2 separate regions of the Mus musculus genome follow, and region 2 is linked to region 1. The links are chromatin contacts, called in public HiChIP or PLAC-seq maps. All regions are on one chromosome and are shown on one strand. The core of a region is the stretch at or near the end of the contact, and the rest is flanking DNA. Distances in the headings are between cores, read along the strand shown.

The links. HiChIP or PLAC-seq counts read pairs in DNA pulled down with a chosen protein or histone mark.
Region 2: a contact with region 1 is called in an H3K4me3 HiChIP or PLAC-seq map of the SCID.adh cell line, with 8 read pairs. The contact joins the enhancer-like site here to the promoter of 2510009E07Rik in region 1. A contact is called at or near these places in 3 of 39 promoter capture datasets (the C10 cell line, the HPC-7 cell line and HPC-7-derived erythroid cells), 2 of 484 Hi-C or Micro-C datasets (cerebral cortex and nephron progenitors), 5 of 115 datasets of contacts at active chromatin or transcription factors (the SCID.adh cell line, VIP interneurons, embryonic stem cells and 2 more) and 4 of 9 other capture datasets (adipose tissue, liver, macrophages and 1 more).

The regions. Positions count from the first base shown.
Region 1 is chr16:21,692,900-21,695,917 of GRCm38.p6, reverse strand. 2510009E07Rik (RIKEN cDNA 2510009E07 gene) reads left to right here and starts at 1,253. Exons shown (of 2, transcript NM_001001881.2): 1 at 1,253-1,702. The coding sequence starts at 1,513.
Region 2 is chr16:21,562,215-21,564,914 of GRCm38.p6, reverse strand. Vps8 (VPS8 CORVET complex subunit) reads right to left here. Exons shown (of 47, transcript NM_001285893.1): 39 at 1,682-1,785. Among named protein-coding and RNA genes, the nearest start is that of 2510009E07Rik, 130 kb to the left of the region's middle. Within about 2 kb of position 1,309, at least 11 of the 459 cell types and tissues checked have an H3K27ac peak or open chromatin away from gene starts, as enhancers often do. A contact at or near this core is called in the SCID.adh cell line, where this site is marked.

The DNA.
Region 1 (3,018 bases), core at 4-2,503:
ATGAAGATTTCACAGAGTCAGACATATGCAAATTAGATTTCCCTTCCTAAGCCAAGGTTAAATAAAAGGGAAAATTATGAAAGGGTGCTTATGGCAGCAAAGAGTTTTGAGGACTTGAGGATGAATTTCGTTTAAAACCAGGATAGAGCTCATTGCCAAACAGGAAGGGGATAAAGGGAAGGGAAAGGAGATCTGGGGAAAGCACGGTCCAGCCCAGCATTTGTGCTGAGAGGCTCTGTTGCGGACCCTCTGCGATTACAGGCATTTTCCTGGGCCCGGTGTAGCATTTGGCAAGGAAGCAGAGGGAAGGCGTTCCTCCTTTCGGTGTTTTAGACTGGGCACTGGCCCGCGTGGTAGGGGAAGCACTGCTCCCGTAAACGAAAGATTCATTTTTCTCTTCTCTGGTTCAGTCTGGGATGGAAGACCCATTTGAAACAAGTTGTGGCCAGCAGGGCGGTCTAACAAGCAGACTGGGGGAGGTGGGAGAGGGACCTGCAGCCTAGGCAGCCACACCCATTGGCTAGGCTGGGCCACATGTCAGTCTGTGTACCCATGTCCGACCGTGTCAACTCCACACATGTAATCCATGCATAAATTTACTACGCCATTCCAGCCCACCATACCGCCACACACGCAGTTCAACTGATGCAGTTAATCACGCTAGGGCGTCCACACTCACAACACACACACACACACACACACACACACACACACACACACACACACTCACACACGACTATACGACTGGCGTGTAATGTCTATGGCCACACAGACACTGCAAGCCACTCAGTGCATCCCCACACCCTACACGTATCAAGACAGAAACCTAACAGATTCTCCCACCCTGACTGCCCAAAGCCCCGCACCCAGGACTAGTTCCGGGAGGCTGGCACAGGGAAGAACCCGCGAGGTCATCGCCCGCTGCCATCCGGCGGCTCCAGGACAGCCCGGGCGAGTGTGTGCCCAGCAGGACGCCACGGCGCGACGGGGAGGGAGTGCTAAGGACCAGGCTAGACCCTGTGCCTAAAGGCTGCGGGAGAAGGCCGGACTGTAGCCGGAGGTACGCCCTCCCAACCCGAGGGCGTAGGGGATGTGTGCTGACTGTCCTATGGGCATGTGGGACCCGCTGGCCGGGGGCAGAGGCGACGCGCGCAACGCCACCGCGAGGGGATGGGCTCGCAGAGGGGCGCGGCGGTCTAAGTGTGCGCGTGCGCGTGCAGGCGTGGCGGCCCGAGTGGGGAGGAGGGAGCAGGGAGGACGACAGAGAGAGACGGGAGGAGGGAGCAAAGAGGAGGGAGGAGAGGAGAGGAGAAAGAAGGGAGGAGGGAGCAGGGCGCAGAAGGGAGCAGGGCGCGGGGAGGCAGCAGGCCTGGCCGGGTCGCTGCTCCCTCCCCGGGCGGCTCCTCGGCAGCGGGTGTTCGCCGCGCCTCCAGCCCGCAACCCACCCTCGCCCTGCCCGGCCCGCGCCTCTGCCCTGTCCTAGGCTCCCGGCCCGGCTCTTCAACCGGAGAGATGAGTGCGGCCACGGCGCCCGAGCGCGGCTGGAAGAGCGAGAAAGTGGACGAGGCGCAGGCCCTGGCGCGGAGCTGCGCCGCCCGCAGACCCGACTTCCAGCCGTGCGACGGGCTGTCCATCTGTGCCACGCACAGCCACGGCAAGTGCTTCAAGCTGCACTGGTGCTGTCACCTGGGATGGTGTCACTGTAAGTGGAGCCGCGTCGGCCTGCTGTCGCCCGCCTGCGGCCGGGTGCTACCCGGACGACGGGAGGAAATCCCGGGGGAACCTAGCTGTAGTCACAAAAGGGAACCTTCCTACCCACAGGAGCCTGGGGCTGGCTTTCTTTGCCGTTCTTTTAGATACTTGCTCAGAGCCGCCAGAGCGGACGCGCGCCAGCAGGGTAGCCCTTTCAGCGGTGGGGGGTGGGCACGGACATACCCCTTTCACTTTCTTGCCTGTTCTTTCTGGCTGCTGTTGAACAGAAAGAACCCTAGGTCCTAGCGATTCCCATTTATTTAATGTATCCAGATCGAGAAAGAACCAAAGTATGAAGAATGGCTTCTAAGAAGTTAAAAGGAACAGTTTGAAGAGCAAACTCCTTCGACACCCAGTTACAGCGTTTGAGCCAAGCCAGGACTAGTCTAGTCCTAGGCCAGTTGTATTTATCCTGAGAGTTTTAAATAGATTAAACTTAAGTAGCCATTTAATCAGCATTCCACAATTTGATTACTTCATGGCATTTAGCTTAATCCGACTGCTGAATCATTTCTTTTTAGAAACATTCTGAAGTCGGTTTCCATATAATCTTAGATTTGGAGGGCTTTGCCGTGCTTAAGACACATTTTCCAAGTGATCTTCAATCAAACTTTTCCCCCCTGTTATTTAGGAGGATATGGTTTACAAGGAGAGCTACAATATGTAACAAATCTTTATTTGCTTTTAATTGAGAATATTTGAATGTCTTAGTTGAGTTTATAAATTAAAGGATAGAAAATCCTTGCTTTTCCTTATAAATTCAAGGTACCTGGAGAGCGAATATTGATTTTGTTGTTCCTCTGCTGATGAGGACAAACAGGATGTTCTTGCTTCTCGCTGAAAGTGTGGCTTCAGAGTAGGAAATATGAGAGCTAAAGTGTACCTGTTGGATGAATTTAATGGCAGTCTACCTCCTGCAGAAGTCCTGTTCTTACTGTGGGATGCGGATGCGGAGGAGTTAAGATGGCCCCAGTCATTGCCTTTCTTACTTCCCTCTCCAGGTAGAGTTGACTTCTGGGAAGCTTGCGTCTAGTCAGACAGATTGTTCCTCATTAATGAACCTTGATTCTCACAATGTCTTCCTTACAAGGAGATGAAAACGAACTTACCACATTCCTTCATCTGTTCTTACCTTATGAAGTCGAGTGTGTTTTCGGGTGGGTACATGGGTGTGTGCACTCGCATATGAGCCATGACTCACGTGCGGAGGTCAGAGGACAACTTTGTGTAATTTGGGGAACCTATCTTAGGTCATCAGGCTCATGG
Region 2 (2,700 bases), core at 60-2,559, 130 kb after region 1:
GCACTGCATCCCAGGATCTAAAACTAAACTGCAGTAAAAGGCACAGCGCATAATCCTAACCGAGTGCAGTTACCCAGACCTTCTGATGCTGGTTTATTGGGAGCTGACAAGGTAAAGAGATATTTATATGCAGGTTAGAGATTCCTTGGCTCCTAGAGAAGATAGAACATACTATGTTTAAGAGAAAGTATCCTTTGGTTTATTTTTTCCAAAACTTATCAGCCTGGGCAGACAAAAACATCCAGGGTGATATTCCTCAAATGGTGATGATGGCTATCTCTGGGTTATCACAAGACTCTATTGTAATTTTTCTTTTTAAATCTTTCTGCGAACTTTCTATATTTTATGACTTTCTTTTTTTCTTCTTCTTGTGGGGTGTGTGTGTTTGCATGTTTATGTGTATGTGTGCATGCATGTGTGTGGCTGTGTGTGCATTCATGTGTATGGGTATGTGTGCACACATGTGTGTACAAATGGAGATGCTCAGTCAAACCCACAGTGTATACAAGGCTAGTCCTCCAGAAGTCACCCCCCCTGGGGTTTACACGGCCTCTGGGGGTCTGAACTCCAGCCCTCTTGCTCATGGCAAGGCTTTTAACTGCTGCATCAGTTCCCGGTCTGCATTACTGCATGATTTCTAAAGGTATTTGTATTATCTTATCAGAAAGTCTTTAACGTTTATGTGAAATATGTTCCTTATGCATACTTTTTATAATCCCTGACAAAAACATAATACATTATAAATTATGAAAACAGCAAACATATCCAAGATGTACTTTTTATTTTAATATAAATAAATAGTCAATATATATGAAAAGCTAAACGTAGTTCCCAATTCAAGAACCAGGATGTGGGAATTAGGCCCTGCTACCAGCATGAAGCCGGAGTCAGGAGCACCAGAAGGCAAGGACAGAGAGTGGGGCTGTGTGACTAAGTACCACCACATTGCTTCTAGAACAAGGAACTCAGCAGCTGTCCACCCTAAGCCACCTGGAGCTGCTGTTTCACTGCCATAACTAGCACCTGCACCCGATGCTCAGCCGGACCTCCCTTGGGCTCATGCTTTAACTTTGCTCAGTCCACTGTTAACAGCAGAGCCCTCTAACCATGGCTACCACTATAATCAGTACACAGCATTAGGACACACTGATGGCTGGGTCAGTTAATTTATATGGGGTACAGCACCAGGAATGAATATTCCAAAGCCCCCAGGCCACTCCATGTAGCCAAGGCCCACTCCATGTAGCCAAGGCTGAGGGTCACCATATTATAGCTGCTCTTTACCCTCTGCTGCACTCTGGGTTCCTGAAGGGCTTAGCTCTCACTCTCAGCCACTGTGGGCAGAGGAGATGACAGCTGACTACAAGGACATGGTTCCACCACCCAGCACAAACAGAAACTCCACCGACTGCACGGACACCACAGATGCCACAGGGGCCCAGCGTTCCCACGCCTAACACTCGGCAGCCCAATCTATGGACATGAGGCCTCTGTGGAAAGAAAGAAAGCAGATACTCCTGACAGGAGCGCCAAGAGCCTTACACTCCTGGGAACACCAAAGAGTGACTAAAGCCCAGATGAATTAAATCCAGGTGTCTAGGAGGGCTGTGGAAATAGAATTGACTCCTAGTTTCCACACAGAACAAGTGTTTAAAGGGCTATGCATATATCAGCTACCCACCTCTCGTTGCTGCTGATTCAAATTCTGTGAATTTCTCTGGCAAAGAGCAATTGTCTCTACCATGGTATCTTCAACACCTTTCAGCAGGATGTCCTCCTTGGTATCTAAATTTGGTAAGAGGATAAGTGCCATTAAAGATATGCCACTATCTCCTCAGAGCCTCTGTGAACCGCACTCCATCCTATGTGTGTGTGTGTGTGTGTGTGTGTGTGTGTGTGTGTGTGTGTGTTCCAAAAGGTTTTAACCAAAGAGTTGGGAGACACTCCCTGAACATGGGTGTCAATACCCCAAGGGCTGGAGTCCAGACAACAGGAGCAGGAGGAGGAGGGGGAGGGGGAAGGGGAGGGGTAGGGGAGGGGAAGGGGGAGAGCAGTGACAGCAGTGATGGCAGCAGCAGCTTCAGTCAGTGACCTCTCTTCCTGACTGAAAGTCACTTGACCTGCTGCCTCAGGCTCTTGCCACCACAGCTGCAGCTGCTCTTGCCCCACACCCTCCCCACTCTGAAGGATTGCACTCAAAAATTAGGAGCTAAAAGAAATGTTCCTTCCTCAGTCACTTTGTTCAAATATCTCGTCACAGCTTAATAAAGGTAACTAGTACCCAAGCCAAATCCAACTTATTCCACTCATTTCAAAACTGCTTCTCCCCTAATCTCCACAGGGAATTAAAGACTTATCACCTCCATCATGCCTGACTCATGAGTTGTTCTCATCTGTGATGCTTTGCTCTCTGTACCCCTGGTTCATTCTTTCTATCTGTAAACCTTCTGTGCCTCCAAGCTGTCCCCTGATGGAGCACTGGCTCTTCACTGAATTTCTGGCTGCCAACCCTGCCTTTCTGTTCTCTATCAAGAAACCACTAAAGATCCCTAAGCCTTAAAAACAGAGACTCTGCCTGAGTAACACAGCCAAGACTCGGCTCATCTCTGTGCTCTCCCCGAGGTTACTAGCTAGCCCCTTCCACACACTCCCATGCTAGGCCCCAAAGCCCCTTCCAGGCTTTCTATACACACATTTATA